Linked DNA regions of Columba livia: region 2 is linked to region 1. Evidence: chromatin contacts called from public Hi-C data. All regions are on one chromosome and are shown on one strand. Each heading gives the region's core, a stretch centred on a gene start, on an enhancer-like site or on the middle of the called end of the contact. The rest is flanking DNA. Distances are from core to core; before and after follow the strand shown.

Region 1 (3,776 bases), core at 507-3,006:
GACAGCAGAAGTTTCAGCAGGCGGGACTGGGCAGGGCTGACCAGCAGTACTGCAGGGGGTCCACGCGTCCTTTGAAGGACTGCGCCGGGCCGCCAGCCTGGGTGCCAGAGCCGCCCCAAGGCTCCGTCTGCAGTGACGTGACCGACAGGGCTGGAGGCGCCTGGCGTCCTCACGGGGGCCGCTGGTGCTGCGCGTTGGCGGGAGCTGCAGGGGGGTCTGGCGGGGGCTGGGGAAACTGCTCAGCATAGGTGGTGCTTAGAAACAGCGGTTTGTTCATTTGCTGGTGGGTCTGTGCCATTGTAGATCTGAGTTTTGTTGTTCATACAAGATATCCCAAGCAGATCAGGTCTCTGCTGGCGTGATCCAGTGCTGACTTCTGTCTGTCCGTCTGTGCCCATTTCACCAGCTCAAGGCTTCTCAGTTCTGCTTTGCAGTGAAAACTGACGCGGTTTTCCAGTAAACTCGCGTGTGCATCAGAATTGTGAAGCTACAAACTTGGTTCCTCATGCATTCTTGCTCCAGGTGTCGACTGTCTCGGTTCAAAGACCTCGAAGAGGTAAAAGAATCAGGCCCTGTGTTTCCATGTAACCTACATAATGAGCAGCAGCAGACCTGGAACGGGAGGGCGCTGGGTACCCCAGCCTCCGGTGTCCGGCTGCTGCAGGACCTGGGCTGAGACTTACCCGCCATGAGCCGAACCGTGTTGAGCCGAGGTAAAAGTGATTCTTACACTGTGAGTTTCCGTTTCTGTAATGGGGAGGATGTGTCGGGTCAAGTGCAGCAACAACGATATCTGGGTTTTAAAGTTCTTTTTTTCAAAAGCTTCTGGCTTTAAACAGGCTTACGGTAGAACTTGTAGGTGTTCAAGCATATGTAATCCTTATGAAACTCAGTTCATTGCTGACAATATTTCACTGTGCTGTTTCAGGTTTTGAACGTCTAATAAATGTCCCGTCTGCCTGTAGGACACGTTAAGTGCAGGGCCAGCTGGACAGCGGTGCTGAGGCCATCGCCGAGGTGGCACACGAGGGTCTTGGTGATCAGTGACGGGACGTTGTTAATTACCCTTTGTATTCTGGTAATACTGTCAGAACGTGACTTGGGCAGGGACTGGGTTCGACTTTTTGACAACAAATGCTGTTTTGGGGAAGGGAAGGATTGAAATGCCTATTTTAAATACAGAAAAATGGAGGTGTTCAAATAAACGTGTTTCCTAATACACTACATCCACGTACGTGCTAGTACTTTAACTTTTTTATTTGTGTTTTTCATTTTGTTATATGGGAGCATTTGTTTTTAATTTCTACTACCTTGCAGCATATTGTATGTATCAAACGCAATCGGATCAAACTGTTGTATCCAGCATTGGATTCCGTTTGGTTTTTTTATTTCTTTGCTCTTGTACATGAAAAACAAATATAAATGAATTTAAAGATTTTGGGTGTGTATTGGTTTATTAAATTGTTTCCTTTTTCCTTCAGAGGGTTTCAGTGTGTGCTTCCCGGGCACCGTGTAAGGCTGCTTGGAACGCGGTACACAGTGTGCTCTGTGCAAAAGGCACACACATTAGCACCTGACAAACGAAGCGGGTCCTTTCACCACTGTGTTCCAGTCTGTTGGCAGCTGCCACGGCCACGAGCGGTGGCACAGGTTCCACAGGTTCCGCTCACGCGCGCTCCCCGGCGCCGCCGCCCCGTGCCGTTCGCAACTCAGAACACAGCGGTTGTTTGACGCCGTCCCTGCCGAGCGGACGAGCTCGCACCGGGTCCATTGGTGCTGAGGTCTGCCTCGGGGCCTCCACCGGGGCGTCTGCGCGCTCTGGTCCCTCGCCCGGGGTCTCAAACTCCGCCCGCGCGAGCCGCTTTCCGGGCTGAGCGCGAGCAGCTGCTCCTCGCTGTCGCAGCACGTGGGTCGTTCCCATGTGTCGTTTATTGTAACGAACCGCCGGAGTGCCCCGAGCGGTTCCGTCCGTGCCGCCCCACTCGCGGTTCGAGCCGCGGCCGCGGGATCTCCCGGGGCCGCAAGCACGCGGAGCCGCGCGTGGGACCGCCGGGCCGAGCACGCGCCGGCGCCGGGCGCGAGGCAGCCGCCGCCCGAGGCCCCGGGCGGGGCCGGGAGGCGGGGTTAGGGACGGCCCCGCCCCCACGCGCGCGCAGCCTCGGGCGGTTCCGGCGGAGCCGCGTGAAGCTGCCGCGTGCCCGGAGCGGGCGGAGCCGCCGGAGCAGGTACGGGCGACGCTGAGGGGGCGGCGGGCGGGGGCTGAGGGGCGACGGCTGAGGGGCGACGGCTGAGGGGGCGACGGCTGAGGGGGCGACGGCTGAGGGGGTGGCGGCGGGCGGGGGCTGAGGGGGCGACGGCTGAGGGGGCGACGGCTGAGGGGCGACGGCTGAGGGGGTGGCGGCTGAGGGGGCTGAGGGGCGACGGCTGAGGCGCGACAGCTGAGGCTGAGGGGCGGCGGGCGGGGGCTGAGGGGCGGCGGGCGGCTGTCGGGCCCGCGGGGCCTCTCCTAGCCGCCGCTGCCTTGGCCGGGCTGCGGGGGGAACCGGGATAGCCGCTGTACCGGGTGGGCTCCCGGCGGGAGGCGCCGCCAGCCCCGGGAGGGAAGCGGCGGTCGGACCCGGTCCTGCTGCCGCAGCAGCCGCGGGATCCGACACGGGCAGCAGCCTTGGAGACCCCCCGGCGCTGTGCGCGCCCCCCGCGCGGTGTGCCCCCCGGCAGGGTTGTGTAGCAGATCGTGTGCTTTCCAGGGCCCGCTAACGGTTTCGTTGGGTTTGGGTTGTTGGGACCCGAGCGTGGGAGCCGTTTGCGTTTCAGCTGCAGTAAATCAGCAGCGACAGGTGGAGGATAATGACGATGTCTGTAAGAAAGGCTCATTTTATTGGCAGAGCTTTTGTCCTTCCAGTTGAACTGCATGTCCTCTTCCAGTGAAAACATAATTTGGCCGGAAAGAACTTCAGAGGTGCTCTCCCTGTGTTTTTATTTGTGCCCATCGCTGTGCCACCTGTGTCTGCTCTTTGGGGTGAAGACCCCACCCGTGTCATGTCACAGAGCGTGTCGGTCCCCCCGTCATGGGCCAGGAGGGGTTGTTCGGAGTTTGCTGTTTGCCCTGGTGCTGGTGACACTGGAGTGACGCGGGAGCTGTGGGGGCAGCTGACGTTGAACTGGGGCAGGTGATGAACACTCAAGACTAAAATGGTGTTAGGAAATATCCTTTGCTTTTGGCTGAGCAAATGTCTTTTAACTTGGTGTATGTTACTTCCTAACTTTTGAAATGAGCCTTTGCAGAGTTGCTAGTTGAACGAATTCCCTGCAGGTGATGCCATGCTGTGGCTGATGTGCCACCTGGTGCAGTCTGTTTATTGGCAGTCAGTACAGAGAGCTCCACCTGCTGCAGTTCAGCTGTTTTTGTCAGGCTGAAGTTGAAACGTCTGGGCTCAAAATCATTTGCGGGCACTTCACATGTTGTAACCCAGGTTGTTGAAAAGGAGCACACGGGTTATTTATGTGAATTCTCAGCTGAAACAATGCTGTGCAATGTGAAAATCGCTGTGTTCTCAGCACGCTAGTCAACCAGTTGCCGAGCAGCCAGTTTTTATGGGGGAATATTGATATCAATACTGATATTTTTTCCTTTAGGCCACTAGGATTTCTCTGTGTGTAGAAGTGTATATATGTTGACATTTGTACACATTGAATCTGAGTGTGGTGTTAAGTTGCTCAGGACTCCTGGTCTGTTTTAACACTTCCAGTTCTCCCTGTTTGTGGTTCCTCTCTTG
Region 2 (3,776 bases), core at 836-3,335, 49 kb before region 1:
CATCCTATTTTTGTGTCCAAAGAAGGAAGTTACTGTTTTCTACGCACAGAATAATAACAATAATACTATGAGAATTTATCCTTGGAGTTTCAGTCCCTTTCCCATCGGTGTCCCGGGCAGGTGTGTGTGCGCTCACACGGGCTGCGGGACACAAAGAGCCTTGGACGGGCCGTGTGAACGTCACTCGTGTTCACACCCCTGTCTGTGCGGTACCGCATCTGCGCACACGTTGATCAAATCCAAAGGTTTTAAACAAGGAAACTGCAGAAAGAACCACGTGTAACATCTGCAGAGCCCTGGAGCGGGCGCTGCCACGAGCACGGCGGGCTGAGCCCGGGACAATGCCGGGACCGAGGAAGCGGGGGAAGAATGGCACAAAAGATAGCGCGGAAACCTCCCAGGGAAGGGAAGCACGAACACGTCTCGGGAGCACTGCGTTTCCTGGCCAGAAACACAGAAGATGAGGAAAAACAAACCAAAACAACACAAAACCAACAACTCAACAAAAAGCAAGGAGGAGGTCTGCCCAGCCAATGGAAACACAGAATGTCAGGAAAAATGAACGACACGGAAAATTTGCTGAAGCAAGGAAATCGGGTAATGCACAAACAAGATCTGTTCCACAGAGCTACCTGATCCCAGTCCAGGGGCACAGCTTAAACTGTGATCTCAGAATCCACGTTACCAACATTAAATGTAACACCGATTGAGGGACAAAGGTTGTTCGACAGCCAGGTCCAAGTGCTCAGCTGAAGAGGCAAAATGAAGTTCAGAATAGTTCATCCTTCTTCTTAAGAAATTCGTAAGAAACAAGGTCAGGAAAAAATTACTTACCTGAGACTTTTCTAATGTAGATTCCCGTTACTGCGGAGGATGTACCCTTGTCAGTCAGCATGGCCCGGAGTCTGTCCGGAATGCAGGAACGTAACTAAGAAATGCATTTCTAAAGCCATGTTGTGTGTTCATATAGCCCATGTGTCAGGTCTGCATGTCACAAAAACTCCGTGTGCAGTTTTCTATCGTAAAAACCAGCACTGCAGTTGGAGAGTGAACAATATCATTCTTTATAGATGCAGCTACTGAATTCAAGCAAATTCTGGGTCACATCACCATTCCAAAGTTGTTTTGAGTGCACCAAAAATTAAAATATAAATGACTTTTTTTTTTTTTTTTTTTAAGTGCGTATTTACTTTCTAGAGAGCCTCAGGAACGCATTTTTATGACAGCTGTGCCTTGTAGCACGGACGGAACAGGGGACAAGTGGTTGTGAACAGGCAGGCAGGACAGCCCCACAGAGCTTCTCAGCTCTATTGCAATACCACCCGTGGACAGTGAGTTGGAAAGATTTATGATACAACTGCACTGAATTCGTACCTGTCAGCCAAGGGATAAACCTCACCCGAACCACACAAGTATTGTTGTCCATGTCACCACCAACGTGTCTCTCCTTTTTTCCCCATTATGTGGCCCCTATTGCCACAGCATCACTAAATCACACTATGAAGCTTGTATGCGGATGAATTCAAGATTCATTTTGCTTCCAGACATGACGATCACCCACGAACTTCCCGAATGAGGGTTTTAAAGCGAAGCTAATTAGGCCGACAGGAATTCAGTTGCACCAGGAGGAACAACGCTCTCGCTTTCCCGAGCTCTGAGCCAGCGCCTGCGGCTGCACGGACGGGACGGGGCGGCGGCTCCGACACCGGGCCCGCGGCTCCCCCGGGGCCTCCGCACCGCAGCGCTCCGGGCCGGCGGCGAGCGGGGCCGCGGCCAGTGCGCTCCCCGGACCGGCCTGGCCGGCACCCCTGGGCGGCCTCCCGAGGCCCGATAACTTCGTGCGGGACGGGGCGAGCGGTGTGGCGGGAGGGACGCGAGGAGCGACCGGCGGGCTCTGAGGGACAGCCCAGCCCAGCCCGTGGCCCCGTCCCACGGCGGCTCCGAGCGCCCGTTTCCGCGGCAGTTGCATAACTGCGGGCGGGGCGGGGGCCGGGCCCGGGCCGCCGGGGGCGGGCGGGAGGGGCCGGCGCGGGCCCGGCCCCGCCGCTGCCCGGCCCGGGGGAGGGCGCCGCGCTGCCCGGGGCTGACGCGCCCGCCCCTCGCCGGCCGCCCGGGACACCGACACCGCTGGCGGGCGCAGAGGCGCTCCCGCTCCCGGACAGCCGCCCGTCCGGCTCGAAGGGCACGTCCTCGGCGGCGGCCTGTCGCGGGGCCGGCCCCGCTCGCCGCCTGGCCCCGGGACGCCTGCGCCCGCCGTCGGGACCGACGGGTGGAAGATGAATCCCGCGCCGCCGCCGCCGGGGCAGCAGGTGATCCACGTCACGCAGGACCTGGACACGGAGCTGGAGGCGCTTTTCAACGCGGTCATGAACCCCAAGCCCAGCTCCTGGAGGAAGAAGATCCTGCCCGAGTCCTTCTTCCAGGAGCCCGACTCGGGCGCGCACTCGCGGCAGTCCAGCACGGACTCGGGCGCGCCCCCGCCGCGGCCCGCGCAGCACGTCCGCTCGCACTCCTCGCCCGCCTCGCTGCCTTGCGCGGGCGCGGCGCCGCAGCACGCGCACCTCCGGCAGCGCTCCTACGACGTGACGGACGAGCTGCCGCTGCCGCCCGGCTGGGAGATGGCGCTCACGCACACGGGACAGCGCTACTTCCTCAAGTGAGTGCGGCCGCGGGGCGGGGAGCGCGGCCGGAGCTGCTGCGCTGCGCGGGGACTCGGCCGGAGGGCGGTTGCCGTGGCCCGGTCCGCACCCGGGAGCGTGGTCGGCCACGCTGCCCGTGGACGGGCTCCGGGGCTCGCGGAGAGCGGCGCGTGGGGCGCCGGGCCGACCGGGCGGGAGCTGCGCCGGGAGGTGGCGGGGGGAGCACCCCGGGGTGAGGGCGGCGGGGGCTCCGGGGGGAGAGCCCCGGAGTGAGGGCGGCGGGGGGCTACGGGAACAGCGCCCCGGGGTGAGGGCGGCGGGGGGCTACGGGAACAGCGCCCCGGGGTGAGGGCGGCGGGGGCTCCGGGGACAGCGCCCCGGGGTGAGGGAGGCGGGGGTTTTCGGGGGGAGCGCCCCGGGGTGAGGGCGGCGGGGGCTCCGGGGGCAGCGCCCCGGGGTGAGGGCGGGGTTTCCGGGGGGAGCGCCCCGGGGTGAGGGCGGGGGCGGCCTCGGGGCTTTGCAGGTCCGAGGCGGGTGCGGAAGCCCCGGGGCCACTCGGCCCCTGGCTCCCGCTGCGGTGGGAGGCGGGAGGCGCTGGAGGCGAAGCCGCCGGGCGGCTGCCAGAGCCCAGAACCGACCTGGAAACCGACTTTGTGGATTTCTTTCCTGCTTGGCCACACGTCCAAGATTCAGAAACTAGGTTTTTAAACATAAGTTGAATAGCAGTTGTTCCAGGGAGTTTTCCGGCGTGGGGGACAGGACCCTGCGTGTGTGTGACCTGCTGAGGTGACACAGGCTCTGGTGGAACCGCGTCCGGTCGTGCTGTCTGGCCTGGGCTGCGCTGCGGGGCCGCCGCGCTCGCAGCGGGGGCGGCGTCCGGAGCCGGAACGCGGGGCTGCACAAGTGGTGTGCGCTGTATTTATAGCATCCATATCTTCAGGGACACGGGAGGAGCCTTCCTTATTTTAGTGACAGATTTTGAGACATGTGCTAACACAGCTGCCTGTCCCTTCTGGCCAGAGTGTTTTATTGATGACGTTTGGAATTTGATTCAAAGCACTTTAATAGGCCTGAAAATAGGTAATAATTGTAACACGTGGTAAGCAAACAGCGCCTTGTTTTAGGAGATTCTGTTAC

What was found. Hi-C and Micro-C count contacts between places; a contact is called where the count stands out from the background.
Region 2: a contact with region 1 is called in a Hi-C map of liver, with 4 times the contacts expected there. The contact joins the promoter of WWTR1 here to the enhancer-like site in region 1. A contact is called at or near these places in 2 of 2 Hi-C or Micro-C datasets (crop and liver).

What each region holds. Positions count from the first base shown.
Region 1 is chr9:218,256-222,031 of bColLiv1.pat.W.v2, reverse strand. It overlaps WWTR1 (WW domain containing transcription regulator 1), which reads left to right. Exons shown (of 6, transcript XM_065073290.1): 6 at 1-1,438. Among named protein-coding and RNA genes, the nearest start is that of TM4SF4, 9.0 kb to the right of the region's middle. Within about 2 kb of position 1,756, at least 1 of the 3 cell types and tissues checked has an H3K27ac peak away from gene starts, as active enhancers do.
Region 2 is chr9:267,436-271,211 of bColLiv1.pat.W.v2, reverse strand. WWTR1 (WW domain containing transcription regulator 1) reads left to right here and starts at 2,085. Exons shown (of 6, transcript XM_065073290.1): 1 at 2,085-2,656. The coding sequence starts at 2,277.